2 separate regions of the Gasterosteus aculeatus genome follow, and region 2 is linked to region 1. Evidence: chromatin contacts called from public Hi-C data. All regions are on one chromosome and are shown on one strand. The core of a region is the stretch at or near the end of the contact, and the rest is flanking DNA. Distances in the headings are between cores, read along the strand shown. Region 1 overlaps nr5a2 (nuclear receptor subfamily 5, group A, member 2). Region 2 has its middle 29 kb from the start of nr5a2.

The links. A called contact is a pair of places that touch in the nucleus more often than the background predicts.
Region 2: a Hi-C map of liver shows a contact between it and region 1, with 4 times the contacts expected there. The contact joins two enhancer-like sites. A contact is called at or near these places in 3 of 6 Hi-C or Micro-C datasets (liver and skeletal muscle).

What each region holds. Positions count from the first base shown.
Region 1 is chr8:13,557,435-13,565,360 of fGasAcu3.hap1.1, forward strand. All of the region lies in intron 6 of nr5a2 (nuclear receptor subfamily 5, group A, member 2), which reads right to left. Among protein-coding and RNA genes, the nearest start is that of nr5a2, 48 kb to the right of the region's middle. Within about 2 kb of position 3,092, at least 1 of the 9 cell types and tissues checked has open chromatin away from gene starts, as enhancers often do. A contact at or near this core is called in liver, where this site is marked.
Region 2 is chr8:13,635,068-13,642,993 of fGasAcu3.hap1.1, forward strand. No RefSeq gene overlaps it. Among protein-coding and RNA genes, the nearest start is that of nr5a2, 29 kb to the left of the region's middle. Within about 2 kb of position 4,299, at least 1 of the 9 cell types and tissues checked has open chromatin away from gene starts, as enhancers often do. A contact at or near this core is called in liver, where this site is marked.

The DNA of each region.
Region 1 (7,926 bases), core at 1,842-4,341:
TTGGTAGAAACTTAGAAAAAATCACTTGGTGTCAAAGTTCAGGCAAACATACAGCACTTTGTTTATGGCTGTAGGAAGCTAAAGCAAACCTCACTCTGCAGTGAGGCGTAGATCCTAGATGAGTAAGACCTGGAATTTGCCCCAAATTTAAACGACAACAGGGTTGAAAAAGGTCATAAATGGCTGATTATGTGCTGTGCAAATAAGGATAATTTAATACATTTGGAGGGTAAACTCTTTTTGCTTGGATTTATTCACTTAAACCTTTTGCGAAGCCCAAAATGTGTTTTATAAAACATGAATCACTCTTACGGTAATCAGCCTGACATGTCAGACATACCTTTGACAACCTCTGCCCTCTATTTTCCATCACGTTGTTTCGCCATCACACTATGACCTGTTTCCAGTCATGTTAGGTACGGCAAAATAACACCCTGGTCTTTCACAGTCCACCTTTAGTGCCCCAATCAATAAACCTCAGTCACATGCTGCCAAGTCAGTGTACCTTTCCGACTTCACAACCTGTGCTTCTTGCCAAACTCTCGGGTCATAAACAGTTATTGTGGCAAGTACTGTTAGTAAACTTGGTCAATTAAACGTGAGTGGAAAACAAACTGTTCCCTTCCTGAATAGGTGGAGATTGAGGCCGCCACCTCTTCAGATAGCAACACCATCAAAGCTGAAGCACCTTTTACTGCTCCAGCGGTGCTTTAAAGAGCAAGTTGAACCCGTGTCCTGGCCAAGTCCTCTTTATTGCACCCTACTGGATTGTTACCAGGTCAACATTGTCAACTGCTACTTCATTCATTGTTAATATGCCTGACAGCCAATCAGAGGCTGGGGCGTTGAAAGAACAGTACCCAGCAACCTTTGACTGGGCGCGTTGACGGGACAACGTGAGGACTGAGCACAGCCGACAATGAGCTACGGTGGAGCTGTGTGTGTTCGCTTGGAGAATTTGGCCTGCGTGAGAGTGCACGAGTGTGGTGTTAAGAAAAAGGGCAGCAAGGGCCAATCAACGCAGATAACGTTCACGGGGCAAGGGGCAACGGCCGCACGGCCAACCGCGTCCCTCGGGATATGATCAGAGTTGCGGTGCACCGCTGGGCTTCGTTTTGGAGGAGAGCAGCCTCCCTCACCGGCCATTTTACCCTCAAACTACAATAAAGTTATGAAGTACCACAAACTCGCGCTGCTGCGCACACACACACACACACACACACACACACACACACACACACACACACACACAAACACACAGATGAATTCTCCTCTGACATCATTCAAACGTGGAAGTGTGTGTCTGTTTTTTTCCTCTACAGGAGACTCTGCTTCCCTCATCTATCTGAGCTTGCCAGCAAACAAGTTTCCCTTCTCCCCAGAGATCTCAGCTTCCTTGTTTTGCTGCGTGTCCCATTTGGGGAATTGCCTTTCTTAGATACAACGCCTCCACGTTACAGGCGAACAAAAATACATGGGGGGGTAAACTGATGTTCATTTCTCCTTAACATTAAATGGTTGTTCTTTGAGACTTAATAGAACAGAGGCTAAAAGGATAACTAGCATCACCCTGAGATTATCCAATCAGAGGAGGCAAGGGAAGGACGTTTAAACTGAATGTTGCTCTCTAATAACAGTGAATTGAAGCACGGACAAACGCTGCAAAACGTGAATGTTTGTAGACGGGATGTTAAACATTGTCATCATTTAAATAAGTGGGATAATGAAGTAGCTTTCCGAGAGTCTCTCCTCACAGACCTTCATGGTGTTGCCCTCCTTTTCTACGAATCAATACTGACATGAATTGTTTTGTAAATAACGAAAAAAAGACCAATCATCAATATGTTTTATCTTAGCGTATGTTCGTAGTGAATTAGGAAATGTCTTTCCTTTCCCATCTTTAGTTGTGTCATTATTTAACAAAGGCATCAATAAGCCACCAATAGTGACCCATTATCTTGAAAAGGTACCCTTTGTTTCACCAACATAGAGTTATACACTGTAGCTATGCCCACAAGCTAACATGGAGCTGCGTGTCCAGAGGCCAACTATCCTCTGCGCTAACGACGCATAATATCAATTGTCTCACAGTTCCTGGAAATCGGTGGCCCCCCCGGTGTGCACCGGCTCTTGTCAGTGTGTTAGAATACACCATGAAGGCTCAATTTGCGCTCCGTCTCATCAACCCCCAGGGGGGAAAACGCTGCGCAGGGTACGACAGACCATTACGCCAGCGCGGTCCATTCAGGGATATATTAAGTCAAATGTCAACCTCCTCCGACAACGTTGCCAAGTAGTGGCTGGTTCAGTCCCGTCGCCCAAGGACGGGTTTGGGGGTTCAGCGGGGCAATGGAGAGAGGTTGAGAGGTGTTTAGAGGAAAGGAAAAGTGCCTTAGGACCCATAAAATAAACAAGAGAAAAGGCGCTCCGAGCAGGAAGGAGACAAGCTCTCCTCATTGACTATGCTGGAAGGTGCTGGGGGGTTTATCCCGATATGAAGGGAAAAACAAATGTACTTCCTGTTGTCCATCCTCTGTTTAGCTGTGGTATTATGGACTTGAAGGCCTTTAAAAGACAGGCACAATGTGGGTGGATGATGTAGGTATTAAAGTGATAGGTCAGACTTACCACAGGATGGTACGTGTTAATCTACGTTAAAGGAGGTAATTATTTGCTGTCATATCGATACAAAGAAGTTCCAACAATTAGTCTACTCCTCGAAGCTTCTCATCTCAAGAGCTCAATGAATTTTCTGTTTTTGTGGGTTAAAATATTGTGTATATACTGTGTGTATTACTGTTGTTCATGTTATCAAGCTGCAGACTCATGCTGCTGGGGTGAAAAGCATCTCATTGTCTGAGCATTATGAAAATCTATTTGCCAGAGGGAAACTAAGAGATTTGAATGGGCAATGAATCTGTGGTCCCTCCAGTCGACCCCCACCCCCTTTGTTTCTCATTGCCCCTTTCATTGGTCCCCCTCGAGGCTGAACCAAACGCCCTTCAATGGACGGACCTTGGACGGGGCAGTGCACCCACAGGTCCATGCTCTCTCACCCTGCTAATGCCATCTGGGTTTTACACACAGTTAACCGTCCCTCCACCAAAACAGCTCCCGGTCACGCAGCTAATGGCGCTGAGGCTTGGATGACCTGCTCACATCTAATTGGAAAATTATCCAGAAGAATAGTCACTGTTTGGTGTAATCTGGGGTAATGTAGCAGTACAACTAAACAAACCCAAATTTGAATGAATTAGAAATCAATACAGCTGTACATGTGTGGGGAGTCTCCAGGGTCTGCTGGAATTGACCCCCCCCCCCCCCCCTCCCCCTCCCCACACACCCCTTTTTTGTACCGGTCAGCAACAGAAGAGGCAGACGCGACGTATCATGTGTGCGTAGATGCTGTCTCTTTCCATCAATCCATGCGTGTGAACCTCGTTTACATTCAGTGCACTTTTGCACCCCTCGGCTAATTACACACAGGGTTTGTTTGGTGGTGGAGGGAAAGCGTTGGGGAGTGGAGGGGCACGTCAACCTTTCTTGTTTATGATAAAGTGACAGAAAATCATTGGGGGGTCAAGTGCCCCCCCCCCGCCCCCTCCAACTCTCCATCGCCCCGAAAACTCCTGCAGCAGTACAGAAGGTGCCTGGTGTGGGAAGCCTCCCCTTTAATGAGACCATTAAAGGCCCCGTCTCTCCGTCAATAGATTTCTCTCATTCTTTCTCTGACAAATTTGAATTAATAATTCAGTTCCAAGCGCCTTGGGATGTATATTTTCAGCATGAAGGACAGTTAATCCATAGCGTCATTTCCCCCACTACCCCATCTCCCTCCTTCCTCTCCTCTCCTGCACTCTTTCGTTTTAAATCTACCCCAGTCTCTCCCTCCTCTTTTGCTTCGTTCTAGTTTGAAGATGGAAGCCGGCAGGTAGCATGTTTTATCACACCTTCTTTTAACTACTTTGGTCTCTGTGTGATTTCAGTCCCCTCTCGTGTGACAAGTGGAGTCAGCTTAAGTGCAAATTGGGCTTCAATTTGTATGTTTGTGTCTTCTCTGTCCATCTGGCTAATGTAAAACTGTGTCTGCATACTGCCTCAAGTTGGAGTTGAATTGGAGTGGACTTTCAAAATGGACATTACAAAGGAATTACAGGAAATTAGTAATTTAACGTATAAACCACAAAGAAAAGAAAAAGTGTGTTGAATGTTTTTTTTTTAAATTTCTAAATTTAAAAGTGAACAAAACAAACCAACTAATAACTAAAAAAATTTCCTTGATGTTTCTTTTCCCTTTTAGATCGTTTTTTAGATCGGCATATTCGGGACCAATTATAAAAGAAACAGCAACCAGATCTGACTAAGAAGAAGAAGCAAAGGGAAAAAAGAAAATGAACAAAAAAAGATCAATCATTCTATTTCATCATCTTTGTTTGTGGGAAGTAGTAAAGTTTTTTAATTTCCTCGGGTCAGCGTCATCAAGCCCTAAAATAATTGACAGGAGCACAATATGTCACGCCAACAGTAGAATATCAGTGCCAGGTGGCACTAAAGTACAACTTTAGCCCAGGAGCTGGCATGACAAATGACTTGCAGTGCCCCACAATATTCCTTTTCATTAAACAACTTTTTATTTTGATGATGTGTGTGTGTGTGTGTGCGTGTGTATGTGTGCAAAAGTATGCAAATAATTGCTTTTGTTTCAACACATGTTGGCTCCCTGACCCTGATTTCTAATGAATGCGTGCAGCTCTAAAGTTTGACACCACCATGTTGCTTTCATAAGGCGATACAAAGCTATGCTCAACATGTACGTCTCGATTCTGTGTAAGACAATAAACTCACAGGGCTTTGCTGCTTAAAATATCCCACAGCACAAGAAGAGAGACGAGAAAGGAGTTGTGGGCTCAAAGTAGAGAGAGAAAGAGAGAGAGAGAAAGGCTGGGAGGACAAGAGACAGCGAGCACCTGTTGGATCATCTGTGCTTCAAAACGTTTAATCACTGTCTCTGGTTACGCGTGCACACATGCCACAGCATGCGCGCACACACATCACCTTAAAGCTCCGCTGTGCTGCGCCCTGCCAGACGTATCTCGTAACCACATTGTCCAAAGACAAGCACGCACACACAGAAGCTCAAAGAGCAAAGGGAAGAGGGTGTATAATCTTATAGCGGCCACCTGACCGCCATATAGCTTACCGCCCAGCACATGCCGCTGCAATGTACACATTCAAACAGCAACACAAAGCCTGGAAAATGCCATGACATTTACGCGGTGCCAGTGAGCTGCATTTGCGATGGTTATTCTTACCTCTACTGTAATTGTCAGTGTTCTCTTTAATGAGTAGGCTGAGGGGTTTTGCAATCAGATCAGTTCAATCGATCAGTGTATCTGTGAAAATGTAAAGCTTTTAAACTAGAAGGGGGGACATTTGATTTGCAGTAGTGTTCTGAATGGGTAATGAGTCTTTCCGTTTGAGTTTGCATGTCATTTTATCTTGCCTAATCAGTACGCTTCAAATATTGTACATTACTGTAGTAATGATTGTCCAACGAGTGACATTAATGGCACATCGTGAGCTTTAGTGGCCATAAAAGCCTTGTCGTAAAGATCTTTCTCTGCGGCGGAAACAACTGTCACAGCACTAATACTGTTGCTTGTACTGATTGACGGAGTGAAGCCATTCACATTTACAACTTGATTGATAAAGTGGGTTTGTAAAGCTGGAGGTACATCTGATTGCATATCTATTTTTGAACATTTGACCTGTATGTAGGTTATACATATTTATGTCAAGGGTTAAAGTCACAAAATACACTTTCTCTTGTTCCAGCAAAAACGTCTTCAGTTTGTGTATTTCTACTTTTTTGAGTATTTATTCTTAAATTGGTATTTTTTCACTTCATCACAAATATACAACCTCCAAACATTTCCGGTAGCGGAGCTGTGCAGGGCCGTTTGATTCGTCGCTGTTTGTTTGTAATGTTTAGGTGTGGGCGAGGTGGTCTGATCACTATGTTGCATGATTGTTGCAGCACACACCCATAATAGTCCACCCGGTGTCTATACGGGGCAGGAGCTTATCCGTGACATCTGCGGTTCTCTGTTTAGGGGGCGCGAACCTTCCTTTTTTTCATAAATTGAATGACGTAGATACGCATCCGACCGGTCGACTCCATGTCAGTATCGGCGTTAAAAGGGTCCAATTTAAAACAGTATATGTGGACCTCGACATGTTGATTCCTTATACATTTAGTAATAAATAGCAACATTCACATCAGCATTGATGTTTTCCGTCCCAGTGTAGTCACATAGTTTGCATTTCAAAAACCGGTTTAAGTGTGCAGTGCCTATTTAAAAAGGTCCACTGGACGTAATAGGTCACGTACAATCCCTGCAAGGGATACGATGGTCTCTAATCAAATCATTCAAATCAAGAGTGGGATTTTCCGATGTATGCACAATTTGTACTCTCAGTCTGTTTTCTTTGACTAATGTAAGCCGGTTCTCCGCAGGGCCCCGGGTAGCCCAGGCCTGTCCCCCCCTACCCCAAACAGTCATCCCCCAGCACCTAATTGGGGAGGAGTAGCAAGCGCGCTAGCACAGCGCTGGGACCTAAACCGCAGCCACTGAGAATGCATTAGCATTAGCATCGCAGCGGCCGACAGGTACATAATGATAACCTCAAGCTCTGGCCGCTGGGAAAAGCTCCTGTCCACACACACACACACACACACATGCATGCACGCACCGGTACACACTCCTTGCCTCCGTCTTCACCTTTACACGCAGTCACGTAAACAAGCAAGTGTAATGCAGCCCCTGCGGTGGGCTGCTCGGCGATCAAGGGAGGAGGGGGAAGGAAAAATCTTCCGCAGCCGTTCGACTGAAAAGTGTGTGTAATGAACTTGAGTTCCATTGATCGGGACTGAGAGTACAGGACCGGGGGCTGTTTGTCCCAGAAGGGCTCCCGTACCGCTCGCTAGCTCCTCATAAATGTTTGAGAGGCCTCGGCCGCTCCGGATCCACGCTACCTGGGTTACAGCCCACACACTTCCACGCTGCCTCTGCTGATGGACGGATGGATGGTCGGTGGTGGTGGTGGTCGAAGGGATCGATCATCATTTCAGCTTGTTGTCATTAAGGTACACTGTGTGAGCTGTGTTGACACCATTGTTTAAAGACATTGAAGAAAAGTGTACTTATTTTATGGTAGTTTCAGTCAATAACTTTGACTTTGTCACCCTCAATGTCACACATTCACACTTTCCAATTTAAGCCCAGGGGCGGACATTGATATATATATATATATATATATATATATATATATGCAAGCATGTGCTAATTTGTTTTGCAAGTTATACCTTTCTATGCTGTACCCCTAAGCTCTTAGGCCCTCAACTGCGCCCTGAAACTCCCATTATGCTGTAGACAGGATTTATATTACCGCAGATATCACTTAGAAAACACCTGACGTGCCGGCCGGACCGTCCACGCCGCCTTTTGACTGCTAAGTACCAGCTGGCGGGAGGTCCTCTGCGTTGTGCAGCCGGTAATAAAAGTTGAACATTGATTTTCTGTAGCAGCTTGTAACTGTTAATGTTGAGACATCAATAGCAAAAGCAAAGCGCCGGTGCCTTAATAGGAGACCGAGTATGTGGAGGGCGCGAGAAGAGGCGGACTCTAAATCACAGAATCTATCCCTGTCGATCGATAGGACAGTAACTGCAAGTGTCCCTCTGCTTTCCTAATGTTTTATAATAAACTGACAGCCTGTAATAAGGCCGAGGGAGAGGTAGAATGAGGAGGTTCGGGGGCGTTGGGGGGGGTGGGGGAGAGTGCAGGGCAACAGTTTCTTCATAGCTTGCCCATCTTAAATCACACCACTTGGGAGTGCAGGCGCACAGCAAAGAGGAAAATGATT
Region 2 (7,926 bases), core at 3,049-5,548, 79 kb after region 1:
GCAGCGTATTTTGCAGTTGCAAAAGAATATATATATATATATATATATATATATATATATATATATATATATATATATATATATTTATATATATATATATATATATATATATATATATATATAAATACAAGGGCAATTGTCAAAGGAGGTTTTGATATAAAAATATGCAATCAATAAGTGTCTGTGTTTTCAAGTTGTTGTGTGAATAGGGTTATGAGTTGTTGTCTTAAGACATTTAGAAGCAGTCCTAAAGACCTTTTGAGGATGGAGGAGGGGAATTCCATCCACAGAGCTACCTGAATTTTGGACACTAGCTCGACAGCTTTGCTCCCTCGCACCGATGGGTAAAACGCGTCCGTCCCTTTGATTTTTGTTTTTTGTTTTTTTAACGGCAATGATGCTGATTAGCTGTGTGGGGTGGTCCATTCTCTAGAGAGACCAAAAAGGTAGGAGGCAGCAGGCTGGCGACGTACCTTGTGACTTCATTATTTACCTCCAATAATGATCAGGAGACTGCGTATGATATGGGAGCCTTTGATGGATGACTAATTTATCAGTAGCTGTCACGGCTTAATGATGGTTAATGATGCCACTGGTGGCTCGGCCGGGGATAACTTTCGAAGGTGAGGCTTTATACTTTATGATCCTTTTAATTGTCAAGTGGAATAATAAAATATACATTTGATGAATATGTTCATTTTTAGTATTCCTTTGAAATTAACGTATGATGTTCAACATGTTGCATTTAATCTGCTGCATACTGAGGCGTTTCATGGATGCGATATATTCAGTTAAGGTGCTCAATTTAGGATTCATTTTTATTTGCACCGAGACTCTACTTCCTGAAGCCCAAGAATTTATAGTGTACATCTGTTGACAATATGATTGCAATACAAAACAACAACACGGACATATCTTTCATTGTTAGCAGCGAGTACATGCAGTTTTAATAAGTAAAAGATAATGGACGTTGTTTTAAACAAAGGGACTTGATGTCACCGTGGTGTTGAGACCATACCTTTCATCGTGCAGTTGCTCCAAGGCCTCTCTGCCATTGTTCTTTGGCAATCCCTCTCTGGTTGTGGACCCCACTGGAAAACAGGTGAGGCAAAACAATCATGCAACATCCCATCACTCTCTCCACGTTCAACAATAACACTCTGACTGCATCTTTCAGTAGTAAACACAGTCCTCACATTCAGGCCCTGTGCGAACGTCGCTCCGGAAACAAATACATTGTCAGAGGCCGAGTAGGGAAGTAAAAGACAGAGGCCAAAGCGTGGTGGAAATCGGAAAACAGCCCTCAACTCCCTTTGAAAGAGTCCTGGCGATGAAAATATGTAATATAAATAAAGCTGTGGACGCTTTGAAAGCCAAAGCCTTCCTTCCTGACCCAGTCCTCTGTGGGGGGGGGGGGGGACGCCCACTTATGAGCCCTTGCTCTTAAATTCCCAGAGACCACTCTGTCATCAGCGTCCCAACTGCTGCTTTCATACACGCGATGGCCAGACTCACTTCCCCGTCTTGCTCTCTCTATCTGCCCAGCTCTTAGTCACTTTCGCCCCTTCAGCCCTTTTATGTCTACCCCCCCCCCCTCCCTGGACAGGATCTTTCCATGTCGGCTTAAAGGCCCCCAAACAAGTTCCAATTATTTCACCCGTGACGTGTTTGTGGCCTGTAAGCGGTCGCGACTCCAATCTCTCTGTCGGTGCTCTAAAGTGCTTCTGATATTGGAACCTGACTGGCGGATGTAAAGAAAGACATAATGACAGATGACTGGCTGATTGGCTGAAACTATAAAACAGCTCATTAAAGTAAAACCACTGTGTTGGTTTGTTTTGAAACTGACTCCAGCTCCTCAGCTTCGGCACACTGTTGTATCACTTAACTATTGTCACTGAGAGATTTCGTGTGTGCTGCAGGAAACCCCAGCTGTTGTGTCAGTGTTTCCTGGGATTCTTAGTACAGTGATATTTGCGTACCAAGGCTAAATGAATAAAGGAAAGTGTGACTAAAACTGAAGCTCTATCAATCAAGGCAATGGACATCACAGTGCGTAGTGTACGATAAACAAAAGAACAGTGCTTTCATCGAAAGATGGAAAAAAGATAAGACTGTGAATGTGAGTTTGCTGAACGTAACTCCCCATCCATACGGACAGATATCAATACAGGTAAATAAATGCTCCAATAAAGTTAAAAACAAAACCATTTACAGGCACCATTAGCTCAAGAATGTACACATGGAATAGTACACTGCACAGCACAGCAGTGGGGAAACTGCGTGTTTATGTGCAACATTGCCCAAAAAACTCCTGGATCATACATCAAATTCAACCCAGGACACAAACTGGGCCCTGCGGTTGACCCTCCGTGGCAGGGTCCCTAATGACATCCACCAGCTTGGCTCAAACAGGGCAGTGGTTTCCACCGAGGACAGGCCTTTTTGATCTTTCTGCTGAGCTGGTGGAGCTGGGTCAAGGTGAGAGACCTGCTGTTCAGCCCACCGCTCAGACCTGTGATGCACTCCGGTTAATTGCAACTGACTCAAATGTTTTATCTTTTCAGTTTTTGGTCATTTCATCAAACTTTTGCCCCCCCCCCAACCCGTACCCCCTCGCATATTGGTGTGTCTAGCTCAGAGCTGGTGTGGAAGCAGATCTTCAAACTACAATCTTGGACCATGCAAATTCAAGCAATAATATTTGTCCACACAGTGTTTACAATAAGAAATCAGAATGTTGAATTGTATGAAAATTTCCGTTTTAAAAAATATACAATTTCTTAACCACTCTGAATGTTTTATCTGCATTTTGTCTCTGAGCAGACAAGGTGTTTACTCAAATGGGCATTAGAAATATTGAATATTGCATCTTATACAACTCATTCTACTACTGAAAGTACTAGTTCCATATTTAACACACCATACCGGAAGTTAGCAATTTGTAAACATAACGATTCACCTGTTAGTCATTTTTTTATGTTTGTATTATCAATCAATCAAAAAAAAAGAGACGATAACTCGAAAGTCCTTTATAGCTTCCTGCAAGAAGAAACCATTAAAGTGAAGCGCATTGTCTGGAGGTCGGGCTGAAAATGTCCGAGGAAGCGCATAATAATCATGTGAAAAAAAAAAATGCTCCGTGAGAAACAGACGTAAATAATGAACCAGGAAACGGGAGATCAAAGCTTTTGAGTCGGACCCCCGTTTGTTTTCATGCTCACCCAGGCCTGGCAATAAAACACGCAGGAGTCGCACTTCAGAGAGAGGGGGTGAGGGGGGTAGTGACGCAAGGAAGTGCTGAAAACGGTTGCGTCCCATCCTGAGGATCCCGTGCCAGTATCCCCATGTTAGGGAAAGGCGTCAGGTAGGGCACTGTTTACCAGGAAAGGGGACAAACCACACAAAACGTCCGGATCAGAAAGGACCCTGTGGCCGGGGGGCCATCTTGCCAAACACAGAAGACTTTTGTTTCTTATCCCTTGATGCTACTGGACAAAAAACAATGCACGCCTTAAAATGCCTAGAGATCAAAGTTCAAATTCAGGACTGCAGTGTTTGTGTTTGTATGCAAGTAGGCGAGGTGACGTTATTCGGTTTTCCAAGAACGAATAGGATGAGTTTAAAGCCAAGTCATCAACTGGAAGGGTGTTGTGATTGTAAAATGCCGCCTGTTTTTCTCCTCTGTGTTACGCTTTTACAATAGCATTCCCACTCAAGAAAAGCCAACTGTAAACATTTTATGAATCAGAGATAAATGCCTTTTATGTCCCGGCATTCAACTATACTTCTCGACGAAAAGGGGTTTATGATGGAATTGCGAGTTTGTTTGTGTTAAAGTTGCAGCACCTGTACGGATGTTGTTTGAAACAAAGCAATAAAGCAGCTATGAACATTTCATCATCATCGTCTACTGAGTATAATAGGCAGTGTGTGTTTTTGGAGGCCAAATGCATAATGCCTTTGCTGTATTTTTGCTTCATCAATTACACATTGCTCGAAAATCTACTGCTCCATCTATGTGGGTAAGAAAGAGTGACAGAAAACTGTATGGCTCAGTTGGCTCTGCCACTGGCGTTGTTTGCTCATACCCATCTGCTCCGGAGGGATCCAATCTCGCAGTGTCCAGTAAATGTACTCGCACTGAATTCCATTTCTCTGCCTGTGTATCTGACCTCGGAAATCAATATAATGTCAGCCTTTACTTGACTCTGACCGCAGTCTTTTAATAGTGTTTTGATATGCAGGCAAATTAATTCACCTTAATGGGGTACATGGGGTCAATGTACTTTGATCCCATTTGGGCTAAAGGCTGGAAGGATTCCATTTAGTTTGCTGGGATCCTGGATCTTGTTTGTGTGTGTGTGTGTGTGTGTGTGTGTGTGTGTGTGTGTGTGTGTGTGTGTGTGTGTGTGTGTGTGTGTGTCAGACTTGTGCCAGGCAAATTTACTTCTTTTCTCAGAACCCATGAATGATTCCCCTGGGATCGATCCACAAAAACTAATAGCTATATTATGCACATTTTCAAGTTGGACCTGTAACATAGATTAATTATTGTGTCATTACCTTGACGTGCTATTTTACAAATGTGTAAATATCCATCTTAAGCAGCTGAATTTGTCCACCTATACTACTTCTATCACGGTCTGCAAATAAGCAATATAGGCTGAGCAGGCCAGCTAGATGGATTTTGTGGGAACCCATTGACATCCAAATAAATTTAAGTTTGGGGAAGCTTTTCCGACTGTGCAGTGAATCTTGCTCACTGCGCCCCTCGCCTCTCCGGTCCATTCGTATTGATTCCAATCTCAACCTTTTCCAATAAAGCTGGGTTCATGAGTTCATTATTACAACAATGGAGGTGTAATTGGCTTTCAGGCATCTAAGAGGCTATTTGCACTAATCTATTTGATGAGGAGATGTTAACGGCCACTTTGAATAGCGCAGTGTGAGCCAACTTTGCCCTGTGTTCCTGCGTTTTTGGAGCTATCAAGTCAGTCGATAAGCACATTAACCAGATATACTGTAAAACCGAGGGTTTAATGCCACGTTAAAGATGCAAGATCCGAGATTTGGGAGCGTTTGGTTTGACTTTCAATTGCTATCAAAATGTTGACGGCTAGCCGGCAACTCAGCTAAAGGTGCTAACGGTGGCAACGGTGCTAAACAGCTGTAACCGCCACATGGGAGCAGTGCAGAGCAGCGGTTGGGGCTTTACGGCTTCCCCGGCCCCGGACTTTGTCGCTTCCCCACAGACTGGAGTCTAAACGGATCCAACGCGGACTGAATGCACATCAGCAGGTCGTGTTTGATTCTTCTGGAAATACCCGTATCCTTTCTGCTCCGTATTTTTATCAACTATGATAATCCGGTCATGGATCACATCTCTTGGCTGCGTCGATGCGCCGTCTCACTCCCTCTTCTGGCACTTCTCATATCCCTCCAATCTCTTCTGGCAAAACAGCACTTTTGGAATTACTGTGTGTTTGCATTACTGTTGCATATTTCTCTGACATTTTGTAATGTTTATTGCGCCTTAAACATTATCGGCTGTCTTACTTTAAACACGTATCAAACTTCAACTTGCTCTCAACGTTGAACTTTTTAGAATTGTTAGTCAAAGGTAACTTCACAAAACCAGAACACAAGAATTTGTTCCTGGCTTCTCTGGAGATGAAATACCAACTTCTGTCTTTCTTTGGTCGGACATGCTGACGACGGTTTGTGCTTCTTTTTGACCTGATTGTTTGATCGTACTGATACTGTTTGTCTTCACGTATATATTCCCAAGCACATGCACACATATACACATTTACGTATGCAAACACCCCCCCTACACACACGCACACACACACATACACACTCATTGTGATGGGATGTGTCAACTAGATTTGGCTGGAATCTGTGTACCACTTAGACAAAGGCTCTGTTCATTTTTGTTATACTCTAGCGATACAGACAAGGATGTGGTTCCTTAGAAACATTCAGATTGAAAACAGAAAATTACAGAAATACTAGAGATGGAAAAAAAAACGAAAGATCCAGAAAGATCCTTTGGTCGCTCAAGTTGACTCCTAACAAAACATATTGAAATAATCTGGCGTAATGTGTTACAGTGGTTGCAGCTTTGTAAATAGGAGAAAGTTTTCAGGTCCAAAGGGTGCTCATTAGTCGGACTCATTCCTCCGTTGGTTGGCATTGACAGAGTCTGAACTCACACTTGTATAATATAAATGCAAGAATCAATGGTATAATAATACACTTGGAAAGAAATGTCTACCGAGCAGCAGGTGTTACGTTACACCTCCCGTTAACTTCTTTTTTTAGGAGCAGACCAGTGTGGGGTTATGCAAGACAGATGCAAGCCACACAGCTCCCCTTTCAACGTATAGCTGGCAAGACGCAGTTATTCAGGACGGTTCCTGTTTTTCCAGCCGAGGGGTATTTCTTTGGTTTTACAGTAAGGGGGCGGGTGGGTTGGGTGTTTTGAGGCGCGCGGGGAGGGTGGGGGGGGGTGGTGGTGAGCAATAGATAGATGGATGAGAGCCTATGAAGGGAGGCCCAGGCGGTTGTGGAGACTTCCTACGATGAAAAGGTCAGTGGCACCTGTAAATCTGTGCAGCTGGAAAAAGTTTGGGAGCAGGGGGGAGGAAGAGGAAGGAGTTTCGCTGCTCTCCAATGCCCCTGCTGCTTAGCAAACACACAGACAGACACACAGGCACACGTATGTGTTATTGTAGTTGTGAGGATGTAATCTTATTTCTCCTCTTCCTGCCTAAATTAAAGCAAATCAGAGCAATTTACCTCAAACAACATCTGTAATGGATGAGCTAACAGTACAAACGCACCAATGCACTCAGCACGTACAAAACAGTTTTCTCAATTACAACTTATAAGTGTGGTTAATTGTGAGTTCATTGAAATTTAGCTCATTGGCAAAAATAATTTAGATTTTTTTTAATTTTTTTTTAATTTTTTTAATTGATTTATTTTATAATATTTTTTTACTTCCTTGCTCTATTTTGAGTAAAAAGAGTAACCAGAGTATGCAAGTCAGATGCATAAACCGTTACACCTCTTGTGGAGTTCAGACACGCTTGAAAATTATGATCCGATCCTGAAATAACAATGTAGACAAGTGTGTGAAAAGTAATTATGGGTGGGTGTCAAATAAAAAAATACCGGAAACTTTTAATTGTTTTCATCCCTTTTGTAAAATAGGAGATGGTACAATACGTTAAAGTTGTACCACTGCAACTGTGAAAACATTGTTGACATATTTTAATCAGCACCTCGCACCAGGATAACAAGTGCAGCCTAAATGTGTGTAATCCAGCTGCGTGTGTGTATGTGAGTGTGTGAACTGCCAGTGTGGATTTATTGTCCAAGTCCTCCACGGCAGCTGGGTGGCGTGGAGGGTCAGAAAGGCCTGGTCAAGGCTACTTCCTCCTCCTGCCAACCAAAAGATCACAGCCTGCTGACAGACACCTGCTCTCAGCCTAAAACCACAAGAACAGCGCAGTGATTTCCAGGAAACATTATGAGAAAAATCTTCGGGTGCACAAAAATAATGACGTTTACCGGCTGTCTCCTTGGGACTTATCGCTTGCCTTCAAGTACATGGATGCATTTATATTTGATTAATTGTAATAGGGTCGAGTAGAAAACACACAGTGAAGACACAACACGACAACAAACACTCTTTTAGAATTCGCAAGGAAACAATCTTTTCAACTATCTTTAGTCTTCCCCTGCTCCTCCACTGCTCACTTAACTGTCATGATGCCTCATGTCTGTCAAAAAAAGGTCCGGTACTATCACAGACACCCATTGTTATTTTGGAGTAGCACGTGTTTGCATAGCCAAAGGTTTGGTTTCATTGTGCTCCAATGTAAAGCGGCCATGTTGAATGTTCACTCTTATCTT